Regions from separate parts of the Sus scrofa genome. Here all the other regions are linked to region 3. Evidence: chromatin contacts called from public Hi-C and HiChIP or PLAC-seq data. All regions are on one chromosome and are shown on one strand. Each heading gives the region's core, a stretch centred on a gene start, on an enhancer-like site or on the middle of the called end of the contact. The rest is flanking DNA. Distances are from core to core; before and after follow the strand shown. Region 1 holds the start of IQCH (IQ domain-containing protein H). Region 2 holds the start of SMAD3 (SMAD family member 3). Region 3 holds the start of MAP2K5 (dual specificity mitogen-activated protein kinase kinase 5).

The links. Hi-C and Micro-C count contacts between places; a contact is called where the count stands out from the background. HiChIP or PLAC-seq counts read pairs in DNA pulled down with a chosen protein or histone mark.
Region 1: a contact with region 3 is called in a Hi-C map of liver, with 2.3 times the contacts expected there. The contact joins the promoter of IQCH here to the promoter of MAP2K5 in region 3. A contact is called at or near these places in 1 of 47 Hi-C or Micro-C datasets (liver) and 1 of 2 datasets of contacts at active chromatin or transcription factors (alveolar macrophages).
Region 2: an H3K27ac HiChIP or PLAC-seq map of skeletal muscle shows a contact between it and region 3. The contact joins the promoter of SMAD3 here to the promoter of MAP2K5 in region 3. A contact is called at or near these places in 1 of 5 promoter capture datasets (fetal liver) and 1 of 2 datasets of contacts at active chromatin or transcription factors (skeletal muscle).

What each region holds. Positions count from the first base shown.
Region 1 is chr1:165,190,596-165,194,849 of Sscrofa11.1, reverse strand. It overlaps IQCH (IQ domain-containing protein H), which reads right to left and starts at 1,760. Exons shown (of 21, transcript XM_021100401.1): 1 at 1,644-1,760. The coding sequence starts at 1,694. AAGAB (alpha- and gamma-adaptin-binding protein p34) reads left to right here and starts at 1,848. Exons shown (of 9, transcript XM_005659865.3): 1 at 1,848-2,035. The coding sequence starts at 1,906.
Region 2 is chr1:164,996,433-165,000,821 of Sscrofa11.1, reverse strand. It overlaps SMAD3 (SMAD family member 3), which reads right to left and starts at 2,365. Exons shown (of 9, transcript NM_214137.1): 1 at 1,978-2,365. The coding sequence starts at 2,183.
Region 3 is chr1:165,456,963-165,461,641 of Sscrofa11.1, reverse strand. MAP2K5 (dual specificity mitogen-activated protein kinase kinase 5) reads right to left here and starts at 3,379. Exons shown (of 21, transcript XM_021100479.1): 1 at 2,664-3,379. The coding sequence starts at 2,798.

The sequences.
Region 1 (4,254 bases), core at 511-3,010, 270 kb after region 3:
CTATCTGGGTATGATTCATAATGGGGAAGTCTGTAAAATTGGTGAGTTTAGGGGTTTGTATTTTGGAAAAGGTGAATTTAAAGAAATCTCCCAAAAGGGAGGTAAGAGACCAAGTCCTAGCAGGAAGAAAAATTAGACCCATTGCAGATCTGAGTGAGAGTCCTGATAAAGTGACCTTAGGCAAATTACTTTAAGCCCTGGTCAAATAGTGCTAAATATGTGTTAAATGTGATGCTATATGTAGAAATGTTTTAAAACTACCATATTGAAATGTGAAAAAACAAAATGCTTTTAATATTTGGAAAAATCTGAGTGTAATTGTCACAAGCTAAGTTATGCTGGAGAAGCTAATACTTTCTTCTTCCTCCTTTTTTGGCCAAATCCGTGGCATGCAGAAGTTCCACAGCCAGGGATCAAATTTTTGCCACAGCAACAACCAGAGCTGCTACAGTGACAACACCAGATCCTTAACCCTCTGAGCCACAAGAGAACTCTGAAGTTAATATTTTATTGATATTCCGCCCTCAGATTAGAAAAAGTTACTTCCGGGAGTTCCCGTCATGGCGCAGTGGTTAACGAATCCGACTAGGAACCATGAGGTTGTGGGTTCGGTCCCTGCCCTTGCTCAGTGGGTTAACGATCCGGTGTTGCCGTGAGCTGTGGTGTAGGTTGCAGACGCGGCTCGGATCCCGCGTTGCTGTGGCTCTGGTGTAGGCCGGTGGCTACAGCTCCGATTAGACCCCTAGCCTGGGAACCTCCATATGCCGCGGGAGCGGCCCAAGAAATAGCAACAACAACAACAACAAAAAGACAAAAAGACCAAAAAAAAGAAAAAAGAAAAAGTTACTTCCCTGTGTTTTTAAATTTGTCACATTTCCATATTCAAAACTGTTAACTTGAATAGTAAGCTTTTATCTTGAATTTATTTCCCTATTGTATGTTCCCAAGCAAGGGGTTTTAATTTTATTTATCTTTTATTGCAATATAATTGGCATACAACATAATAATTAGATACTTGTTCATATTGCAAAATGATCAACATAAGTCTAGTTAACATCCATCTCCATACACATTCACAATTTTTTTTCTTGTAATGAAAACTTTTTAAGATTTACTCTCTTAGCAATTTAAATACACACTAAGTATTGTTAACTACAATTACCATGCTCACGTCCCCAGAACTCATTTATTTGCAAGGGACTTTTAGATCCCCCCAAATTGGGGTGGTTAAGAAAGGCAGTTCACATATTTCAGTTTCTCCCCAGCTTTATCACCTCTCCGTTGTGTCTGATTTGTATCGCCTCCAGTTCCCTACTTCATGGATTCAAAATTTTTATGACATAACATTTAAAAATGGTGCCTCGGTGTAAGAAAAGATAGCTTTTTCCAAAGTAGAGGTCCCTGGCGGGGTGTATGGTCGTGGAGTTTTACCAGAGACAGAATGACTGGCGCTTCCCAGGGTCAGGCTGTGGAGGTGTGTGAGGCGGCCGGGCGAGTTCTGGGTTCGGATATTTGGGAGTTCTCCGAGCGGTGCCGCCCCTCGCCTGGGAGGCAGTCTAAAGGCTGGACACCAATGGATGGACGCTGCTGGGCCTCGCTCGAAGGGCCTTAGCCGGGTAGGGCCGGGAGAGACCCATTCCCACCTGGATTAAGATGGATCCGATGGGGTCATGGTTTTCTGGCGCCTGGGCCATGCCTACCACCGGGCGCGGCTACCTCGCAGAGGAGGCGCGGTTTCTAGGCACATTAATTCTCCGCAGGGGGAGCTCGTTCCCATGGCAACCCAACGCGCAGCGCGGCCCGGTCCACGACGGGAGCGGAAGAGGGGGATGGAAAGGAGGCAGGGCCGGCCGTGCCTTCTGAGAACGCGCCTTCCTTGCACGCCTCCCCTGCGCGACAGCGGCCATGGTATCGCCCAAGGCGGAAGAGGCTTGGAGACCAAACCGGATCGCGGGTTCAGCAATGGCTGCGGGTGTCCCCTGCGCTCTGGTCACCAGCTGCTCGTCCACCTTTTCTGCTGACCGGCTAGTCCAAAGTGAGTAGAAGGTCTCCTGGGCCGAATTCCAAGCCCCCCCCCCCGCCCCGCCCCGAGGCTTGGCGGGTGACATTCCCAACACTGTGGCCTCCCTTGGGAGCCTCTGTCCCAGCCGCGGGGCCCTGGATTCTTCCTCTCCTCCGTGGTGGCCCAAGGTCCCGCGGGTGCTCTTGGGAGGCAGTCGAGGTGCCCAGTGTCCCAGGGGTCCACCCCAAGCTCGTACACACCTTGCTTCTCTGCTTTGTCTGGCCCGCCATGACGTTTCTTCCAGCTTTTTCTGTAAAGTGGGACTAATCCCCGCCCAGCCCAGGGGTTGTTGCGGTCAAGCTTTGAGGTGAACCGAAAAGGCGCTCTGGAAATTGTACGGAGGAACGAGGGTGTTAGGAGCAGAAATAGTGATTTTTGTTGCCATCTCTGCTCCTGAGGTGGAATGTGGTTCCTTTTGGCCACCCCTTGGTGCGTATAAGACTTGTTAGCCTTATCCCCTCCACTCTGCAGTTATTCATGTCTTGCCTTCCTCCAGAGGCTAGGTCCTCTCCCTGTATCAGTTTTTGGTTATTATTGGTCCTATTCCCTTTCTTTGCCTCTGGAACTTCATAGTGTTTGTCAAAGTAGGTAACTTAAAAGAATTGTAGGCGTGGAGGGGAGACCAGTGTAATAGAGAGAGGATAGGATTGGATCTTAGGCTCAAATCTTTCACTAAAGGACTCTGAAGTTGATTATAACTCAAGACTCCTGTTTTAAGTGCGTGGCTTCGAGTCAGAACAGTGACTCTCAACTGTGAGATAACACGCTTAACTTCTGCTCTTCAGTTTTCTTGTAAAATGGTGATTATTTCCACAGAATTGTTGTGCTTAGCCCAGCTTAAACGTTCGATAAAACGTATGTATTTTGATTAAAATGCATTATCTCGCTGGCCTTCAGTTTTCTGATCCTGAAAATGGGGCATATGAACCTAACAGAATTCTTTGAAGGACAGATGATGTGACATTTTGAAACCATTTTGTAAACTGTAAAGCATCATATAAACTAACTTTCTCTCTATAACTGTTGAATGACAGAATTAGGCAGGATGTCCCTCTAATGCAAATATTCTATAACTTAGTTGTCTTTTGTAATCATTTAAAAAGTCCCTTGCTACAATAGAAGTTTAATTATAACGCTAAATAACTAACTGCTCCAATGACACCGTTTCCATACCTCTCAGCAGTGCTCCTTCCCGTTTTTTTCCTTTCTTTTCTCTTTAAAAATTGTTTTGTTGTAAAAGTAGTGCATATTCTATTAAGATTTATTAGCCTGTGGAGAAAAAATGTCAGCCATGGTCTCATCAGCCAAACACAAATAATGTGTTAACATTTCTGTGCATTTATATCCAGTTTTTTTTTCCAATGCATAGATTCTAAAGAAACTTGTAATTACATTTCACATATAGTTTTTATCCTGATATTTTATATATCTTTTACATTATATATAACATGTTATATTTCAGTATTTTGTATGTATGAATCAAAATATTTGATGTATCTTAAAGTCTATTTAAGTATATAAAATTATGTATTTATAACATTTAATATGTGTGATTTGTATAAAAATATCTTTATATAAGATATATATTTTATACATACTATTTCATGTATAATTTTTATTCTGGTATTTTTCATTTATTATTACTTCATAAATTAGTCTCCATATCTTACCTCTAGTGAACATAATAGAATTTGGTCAGAATTCTTAAGATTCTTGGTGTATTTAACTTTCCAAAAAATTGCATGCATTTGGGTTTACATTACTGATAAATAAAAGTCTTTTCAAAGCCAATCTCAGAAGTATTTGTTAAGGTTTCTTATGGCTATCATGTGCTTTAAGGATCAGAATTGGCAGATGTGGTCACTTCCTTGAAGGAGCTGATCACTTACAGTTGGTGAATAGTAACACTGTAGTTCTTTAAAAATATATTGGCATCATTGGGAGTAAAACTAATTTTGTAAAATAATGCACTCTATTTCCATATGTAAAATGCCTCTTAGATAACTTTTGTATTGGTTAAAATGATATGACCTTTCTTTTGTGATTTTGTTAATGTTACGAGTGAAAAATAAGAGCAATTAGTGAAGGGATCCCTTGAGTAAGGAAAAGTGAACTGTTAAAGAGGCTTTTATCATCTATTCCCAGGTTAATGAGTAGGGTGACTATGGATACCATTAGAATGTAGTATTTGC
Region 2 (4,389 bases), core at 1,116-3,615, 460 kb after region 3:
TTCCAAAGCTTCAAAGTGCAGAGCAGCCTGGCCTAGCAGAAGGAGCACATTTGGTCAGAATCCCGTTACTACACCAAGCTTTTTCACCTCTCGCCTCCAAAGTTTTCTCAACTTTAAAAACAAGATAAATCTTAGGCCTAATTGCCTTATCTATTTTCCAGGAGTTTCTTTTTCTTGCTCTCATAAAACCACGTGAAAGACCTTGGTAAACTGTAAAACGCTTTACACAGCTGCTCATTTTATAATTGATACTTTTTTTTTTTCCTGTTTCAAGGCATAAAGCCCTTGCCCTCAAGGCACCGAGACAGGTAAGAAGGCAGGTTTTGCAAACCCCTCCCCAGGCGGGAGAAGTATGACATCTGTTCGCCCTACTCCTTGACCCTCATCCAAAGGAATAAAGAAGAATTAAGCACCAGGGCTGGGACCAGGACCTAGGGCTCACTGACCATCACATCACACCACCTCCTCTGAAGTCAATTCTGGCTCCTGATCACACGCCCAGAACACACTTCCCAGACAGCACATTGCCTTCCCTCCCGCTTTATTGACTGGATCCACCCAGTTTTGAAAAAAAAAATTATTATTTTTCAAGTCAGCACTCCCACCATATGCAGCATTTATTTCCAGGGGAGGCCTGCCCTGGGTTCCCGTGGACAGATGTTGCTTTGTGCCTGCCTGACACGGCTGGCAGCCTTTATACAGCTGCCCCAAGCAGGTGGCCAAGGACGGAGTTCACTCCTGGCCCCAGCAGCAAGGATGGCAATTTCTGTGGGGTGCAGGCCCTGGGGACCCTCCACTCAATCCTCTGCAGCCCAGGACCCAAAGGACATCTCCCCCACCCCACCCCACCCTGCCCCCCCACACACACACTTTCTCTCTCTCTCTCTCTCTCTCTCACACACACACACACACACACACACACACACACACACACACTCCCTTGGAGCAGAATCGGACTTCTAAAGGGGGCTGGCTGAGAGGGAAAGACAGGAGACTATGGTGCCCCCACACCCCAATTCCCAGCCAGGCGCAGCGAAGCTAAAAGAAGGCCCTGGGGAGTGGAGAGAAGTCACTGACCCCTTCTATCAGCCATCTGTGAGCTCCCGCCTGACCTAGCTAGCGCAAAGTGGAGGATAAAGGAGGTCCAGACAGATGGCACAGCGCTTTGGGAAGGAAGGCTCTGTAGGAATGCGAGGGCCGAGGCGAGGCCCCCCTTTGGGGTGCGTTTTGTTATCTCCTCAGTTCTCAGCCCCCCGCGTTTTGCAGCCACTCGCAATCTATGGCTGAAAGGTGGGCCAAAAAACAGTCGGGGGAGAAGACCCTACCCTCTGCCACTTATCTCTCTCATTTGAAAGTCAGACCACCCCACTGCAAGTAAAGTGCGTGTGTGTGCGGAGGGGGCGGGAGACTGGCACAACCGAATCTAAAAATACTCGATAAAAATGCTAATCCCGAAGGCAAAGAGAGAACGAAGAAGGAATCTGTCAATCACGAGGCTCCCGCTCCTCACCCACAGCCCCAGCTGTACGGACTGCATTCCTGCCGAGGAGGAAAGAAGTGGGGGGACAGGGATGAAGAAAAGAAAGGGAGAGACACCACCACCTCCACGAGCGCGGGCCGCGGGGGCGGGAGGCGGCGGCGGAGGAGGGGCTCCGGCCCGCGGAGCTGAACAAAGCGGGCCTCAAGTTCTAGCCCGCAGCTCCCCCGGGGTGGGGGCCGCCGATTCCAGCAGCACCCGCTTTCCCGGAGGTGAAAAGCGAATACGAGGTCTGGGAGCGCGAATGCCGTGTGGAAGCCTCAGGCTCTGAATCTCTGCAAATCCAGAGAAGGTTTTGTTTGGGGTCCCCCGCTTTCCTGTCTGTGTTCCCACCGCCCCCCCCCTACACACACACGGGCACCCAGGCCACCCCTCCGTTCCAACCCCCCGCCACGCCAGGGGGCTGGGCGGGCGCGCCCCAGGGTCCCTCGGGCCCCCACCTGGGGATGGTGATGCACTTGGTGTTGACGTTCTGCGTGGTGATGGCCTTCTCCAGTTCGTCCAGCTGCCCCGTCTTCTTGAGCTTCTTGACCAAACTCTTGACCGCCTTCTCGCACCACTTCTCCTCCTGCCCGTTCTGCTCACCCTTCTTCCAGCCCAGCAGGCGTTTCACGATCGGGGGCGTGAAGGGCAGGATGGACGACATGGCTGGGGAGGGCGCGCGGGCGGCGAGGGGCGCCCCCGGCGGGGCTGGGCGCGGCGGAACGCCGGGGGCGCAGCGGGGAGCTCGGCCGGGCTGGCCGCGGCCGCCCAAACTTCGCCTCAACTCTCGGCGAACTTGCCGGTGCTCCCGGCCGGGCCGCGGCGCTGCAGCCTGCGGGGCTCGGCGTGCGGCCCTGTGCCCCGGGCGGCTCCCTCGGTGAGGAGAAGAGCGGCGGGGAGAAGGGCGGGCGGCAGCGGCACGGGATCGGGAAGGCCCCGGACGCGGGGCGGAGGCGGCGGCCGCGGGGCTCCGAGTGGCAGAAGAAAGTTTGGGTTTCCGCACGGGGTGGCTGTTTGGGTGCCGCCTCCAGGAAGGAAAGTCCAACCCTCAGCCAAACTTTGCTCGCCTCGCTCGCTTTGATGCGCAGATCCCTCCGCCTCGGCAGCCTCGCCTCCCTGCTGCCCTCCTCCTTCCCGGCTCTCTCGCTCGCTCGCTGGGCCGGCCCGGGGCGTGCGCCGCGCTCCCGCTCCCGCTCCCGCCCGCTCCCAGTCTGTGTTTCATGCAAATCCGCGTGCAGCCTCCTTTCCAAGCGCTGTCACCGCCCCCTTGCCGCCGGGGCTCCCCGCCTCCTCCCCCGCGCCCCGCCGCCTCCTCCCGCGGGCGCCCTGCCCGCCCCCCGCCTCCGGGAGGGCGCCGGGCCGTCCCCCGCCCGGCGCGGAGCACGCCCACGTGGGCGACCGGGGGCTGCGGCGGACCTGGCTGGAGCTCGCAAGACCCCGCGCGGCCCTGACCTGAATCCGGCGGGCGCCGGGAGGAAGTCGTGGGAAAGGAGCGGCGAGAGGGGCCCCGGACGGGAGGGCCGGGCTCGGGCCGTGGCGTCCGCTCTCGGAACCCACACTAAGAAAGTTCAGTTGGCGTGGCGGGCCCGAGAGGGTTAGGCTCGCACGAACGCACGACGTCTGGCCGCAGGCTGGCCGTGCATCCCTGGGAGGACCCGGGTCCGAGAGAGGGCGTGCGCAAAGCTGAGGCCCAGGAAGGCTGGCAGCGCACTGGTATGCGGGCACGCGAATCCCGGTTAGGGACCTTGGTGGCGCCGGTGACTCTAGGGCTCCTTTAATTCTAGCACCGGTGAGATCTTACCGGTTTAGAGCCCCGAGACCGTGCGAAGGAGGGATTAGGAAGGGGCTCGCTCTCAGAAGTGGAGATTCGGGGACCCTAGTGACTCCCTGTATAATAACTGGAGCCAGGGGGTCCCAGGGGCCTTGGGAAACAAGTGCCCAGCAGAAAACGGGCCTCAAAGGTATCCGTTGAGTTCAGGACGGGGCGCTTCAGAATTTATCTTTGGAGGAAAAGTTTCATTACAGGGTATTTGGAATCTTATGATGAGCAAAGAGCCGAAATTCAACACCCTATAAATAGAAGGCAAGAGCTTTGTTTTCAAAGCTGTGAACTTGCAAAAAAGTGGGGCAAGAGGGCAGTACCGGGGAACCTTATGTATTCCAAATTAGCTCTGGTGGGAAGCAAAGAAATACCAAGATATTGGGGGCCCTCTGGGGCTTCTCTCCCCAGAAGCACAATTCAAGGGCATCTGCCCCCAGACCCCTCCTGCAGCTGCTTTCAGGAGTTACCCCAGGACCCCAGGGCCTTTCTCCTGCTGCCCCTCCCCTACCAGGCCTCTAGCCTTTGTTTGTTTTTAACAGCAGGAAACTCCTGTGGTGAGAAAGAAGTTATCTGCAAACTCTGGCGGGTGGGGAGTCACAAAGCTCTGTGAGGTGTGGCCTAATCCACAAAATCAGCCCAGAAGCGCAGGGACCCCTGCAAGTAGGAGTGACTGCCCTCCTACCAGCCTGTCCGCACTGGGGCTGAGCACTAACTGGGCTCCTTGTCTTCCTCTCTTCTAACTCCCCGCCTGCTGGGACCTTAAGGGGGAATCCCTGAACCCCAACCCGGGCTTAATGACCTGATTCCCCTTCCTGGCCCATCCCCAAGCTAACTGGCAGCCAGCGTCATCTCATTTCACTCCCTTCCTCCCAGCCCTCCTCAGACCAGAGCAGGGAGGAAGGCAATCAACATTTATTGATGGCTTTCTTCCTTCCAGGTAGCCCAAGTGCTTTCCTCTGATTTTGTCTTCACAGTGGCTCTGGAGGTAAATGTCCCCCAGCCTCCCATTTACAAATGAAGCACCTGAGGTTGGAGGTTATAACATGTA
Region 3 (4,679 bases), core at 2,130-4,629:
TAAATACTGAACCATCCTGCTTAAAATAATACCTCCTGTTGTCTCAAAAGAGTAAAGTAAAGGAAGCTCATGTCTTTCTCATCATAAACACAATCTGACTTAGTCTTTACAAGTTTTTGATACAGGTATCATTATCCCTAATCTTTAAGTAAGGAAAGTAAGGCCCAGAGAGGTAGAATGACTTGACTACTTAATAAGTACAATTAAACCCAAATTTCTTTCTTTTCTTTTTTTTTTTTTTTTTTTTGCTTTTTTGTATTTTTTAGGGCCACACTTGCAGCATATGGAGGTTCCCAGGCTAGGGGTCGAATTGGAGCTGTTGCTGCCGGCCTACACCAGAGACACAGCAACTCAGGATCCAAGCCGCGTCTGCGACCTACACCACAGCCCACAGCAACGCCGGATCCTTAACCCGCTAAGCAAGGCCAGGGATCAAACCCGCAACCCCATTGTTCCCAGTCGGATTCGTTTCCACTGCGCCAAGACAGAAACTCCTAAACCCAAATGTCTTTATTCAAAACCTAATGTGCATCCACAAAGCCATAATAGTATGTATCCTCTTTGACGCTTCCTCATTAAACAAATATCTTAGGGTCCTATGAAGCCCCAGAAACAGAGAGGAAACAGAGATGTCTGTCTCCTCCAGTGTATTATCTAGTGAATGAGACAAGGTTAGCACAAAATCCATGTACTGTGGTGGAACACAGAGGAGGGGCATGTATGACCAGTGTAGAGGAAAATCAAAGCTGGATTTTGAAGGACACGTAGGAGTTGGGCAGCCGAAGAAAGAGGCCAAGTTCCTGCTGTGGCACACTGGGTTAAGAATCCAACTACAGTGGCAGGTGCAGGTTCAGTCCCTGGCCTGGCAGTGTGTTAAAGGATCCAGCATTGCCACAGCAGCAGGAATAGGTCACAGCTGCAGCTCAGATTCAATCCTGGCCCAGGAACTTCCTTTTTTTATTTTTTTTCTTTTGTCATTTTAGGGCCATACCTGAGGCATATGGAGGTTCCCAGGTTAGGGGTCAAATCAGAGCTGTGGCCTCCGACCTATGCCACAGCCATAGCAACGTGGGATCTGAGCTGCCTCTGTGACCTACACCACAGCTCACAGCAATGCCAAATCCTTAACCCACTAATCGAGCCAGGAATTGAACCTTCGTCCTCATGGATACTAGTTGGTTCATTAACTGCTGAGCCACAACAGGAACTCCAGGCTTAGGAATTCTCACATGCCATAGGTGCAACCATAAAATAAAAAAAAAAAAAAAAAAAGAAAGAGGCCAAGTGGAGATGGCCTGGGCACCTGGGAGAACTCAAGATTAATTATAAATACCTGGAGCACAAGATGCTCATAGGGGTATAGTGAAAGATGAAGCTGGTGCCAGTCAGGCACGAGCCAATCAAAAGACCATGCCAAGGAGTTCAGGCCTTACCATGAAGGAAGATCCACGTGCCTGTGAGTGTGTGGAGAACTCTGGATGCAAAGAGAAGGATGGCATAAGATTGGAGGCTGCTGGCTTTCACCAGCCTCTGCACTCCTGGCCCAGACACCTGAAAATCTGTATGGTCTGTGTGGTCAGTAACATCAAAAACTCAAAATGAAGGTACAGGGATCAAATTTTGATTGAGTAACTTATGACAATCAAAAGCCACATCACAGATCTTCTAAAAAACCTCCACCCAGCACCATCTTATCCTATAGCTAAGTTCCACTATAGATCCCATACTTGCAATGTGCCCCATGATATGTCAGCTCTACCTTCGACAGCTCAGTTATTCAAAATGTAAAATGGGCACAAAGCACTCTATCTCAAATAAATGCTAAAAGATGAAAAGTGGCACTGCAGCACATGGAAATAAATACTAAGTAAAGTAAGGAAATCTGAGTTATGGCACTGACACTTCCACTCACAAGCAACATGGCTTTGGAAAAGTCATTTCACCTCACTGCTCCTTGGTAACCAACTACAAAAAGGATCAGAGGGCTCAAAAGGCCACCTCTGGGGTTATCCCCTCCTCTAACACTCCATGATTTTATTTGAAATACATTGTGAATATTTATTATGAAAGTTAAGACTACATTATTGACTCTAAAATGCACATTTCCCCCTCTATTTTAACATCTCTGAAACTAGGTTCTGCACAATGTGTGCTACGTCAGCTTTTTCCTTCTTAGTAGTACATAAAATACCTTAAAACCTATGACACCTAAGGTTTGCTGAAACACAACTGGTTAAAGACGCCTTGTTTCTCTTTCCCACTAGTCACCAAGTTTAAGGAACTCAGTAGGAAGACATGGCTGGAACCTGGCCAGGGACATTCCACAAAATACTTTAGAAAAACTTTTAGATTCAGCTTTTTGAATCCTAGTTGTTGCTTCCATGTATATGTTCCAGTCCAGGCTGTGCACTCCCTGAGGGCAGAGGTTCAATCTGGTTCATCTCTACTTTCCCAGGGACCTGCACATTTGTCAGATTTAAGCCCATGCAATTAATCACTGCCTGTGGTGGAAGCAATAAAACTGTCCTCACTTGAGGCCAGCAATGGCCACTAGCTCAGGCCACCAGGCCACCGGGGTTAAGTTTCAGTGATCAAGGCGCAGACTACCCCACAAATCCCTGCACCCTCCCTCGCCAGGATGGAACACTGAGATTAGCACTCACCAACACATCCCTGAAGAGTAGCTGCGGCCCCGAGTGCACTGTCCAGTCCACCGCTCCACTATTTGGAATCTTGATGCGAATCACCAGCACCTGGTTCTCCATGGCATGGAAGGGGCCAAGGGCCAGCCACAGCATTACAGGTGAAAGGGGCTCACATCCTGGTAAGGGGGTACCCACCGGTCCCTGTTAGGTGGGGCTTCCAAGAGAAGATAAGGTGACAGAGAGCAAGGGGGCTGAAGAGAGGAGGAGGTCCAGAAGAGGCCCGCAGGCTCCGAGCCAGGCCCAGGCTGCAGGGGGCCGAGGGATGTCTCCCGGTGAGCGTGGACTGGGCAAGAGGAAGGAGTCAGTAGGAACTAGGGGAGGTCAGAAGGTTCTGGAGTTGGAAAAGAAGGCAAACGGGGTCATGCAGCTCTCTGCCGTCTGTGAGGGTGTGAGGGGACGGCAAACAGAAGACCCTGTTTTAGGGAGATACAGCGGCAGGTGTCCACTCCTCCTCAGCAGGGGCGGAGGGTCCTGGACTGAAGGGGACTCAGTCCGGTGTGGTGTGGAAGAAGCCCCGGGGCAGCCGAACCAGGAGAAAGCCGCCGGGGACCCTCCGCGGGAAGTTGGAGGTGGGGAGACAGTCTTCTGCCCAACCGGAGTCAGACTGCGCCGCCCGTGCGGCTCAGCCCTGGGCACCCGAGGCCGCGCGTCCCGGCGGCAGGAGGAGGGGGAGGGCGGCGGCGAGGGCACTGTTACTCCGGAACCAAAACGCGCGGCGCCGGAACCCCGGGAGCCGGCGAGGGGACCCGCCTCCCGCGGCGCCATGTTGGAAAAGGGCAGCTCCTGGCCGAACCCTCCCCCTGCTCCCGGGCGGACGGGACCCAAGGAGGCAGCGCGGGGCGCTCGGGCCGGAGTGAAGGGACCGACTGGGCTGCCCACTCCCGGGACACCCCACCTTTTCGCCGAGCGATCGAGTGATGGCCCTTTCCTTTCCTGACTCATTAAAATTAGCGATGTGAAAATATCTAACAAACGAAGGAGGAAACTGAACTAAGGCAGAGGTCCGCCAAAAGCCAATAGATTGCTTAAAATGTGTACTCTTGGCTTGTAGAGAAGCCTAGAAAGATAGGACTGCATCGTTTATTCCTTCGTCAGGCCCTGTACCTAAATATTCGTGGGGGTTTGTGCATCAAATGGTCAAGAGCAAGGTTGTCTTTTTTTTTTTTTTTTTCTTCTTCTTCCATTTTCCAAGTCACAGATCCAGATCTTTCTCCAAAATGAGCAAAGCAAATATGGGGTTTTAGTGAGGTTCTTTACCCCATGGTTGCCCTAAAATAGCAAACAGCCCCTTACTCGAAAGTTACTGTAGAGAAATTCAGTGAAGAGTTTAACTGCCTGGGGACAGCTGCAGTAGTGGCATCATCTTTTGTTAAATTGTTGCAAAAAATATCCAGTCTAACCCATTAATTTTCCACTAGCTAAGCAATGTTTATGCAATCAGTGATATCAGAGGCGGTAGCAGTAACACTTGGTTATTTTTAACTGCCTTGTTAACCTCAGACTTTTAAATGCATAATTTTGTTGCTCTACGATTCCTTTACAGAAGTTTGTTTACAAGTTGTAACGTGTAGTTTCGTCTTTCATCTCGTTCTAAGGAAAGTGCACATATGGCTTTACTTTGGGGGGCTGAATTTTGTATAAATTCGGTGGGGGAGGTGTTTCATTTCCCTTTATCAAATAGTTGCTTAATGCCAGAAAAAAAAAATAAATATTGGCCAGTTTTAGTATAATATAATTTTTTTCCTACATATCTTCTCTGCCTGCGCTCTCTGATGTTTAATTTGAAAGTCCATTGTAGGAGATAAATGATATGTTTTCAGTTTTGTAAATTAATTGCTTAGGTAGAAATTTCTTTAGTCAGATCCTCCAGCTGGTCAAAGATCTGCACTTCAGTCCTGTGAAAAATAAACCATTTGCTCAAGGACCCCAGTGCATTTTTAAATGAAAGTTCATTTCCGGAGTTCCCATGGTGGC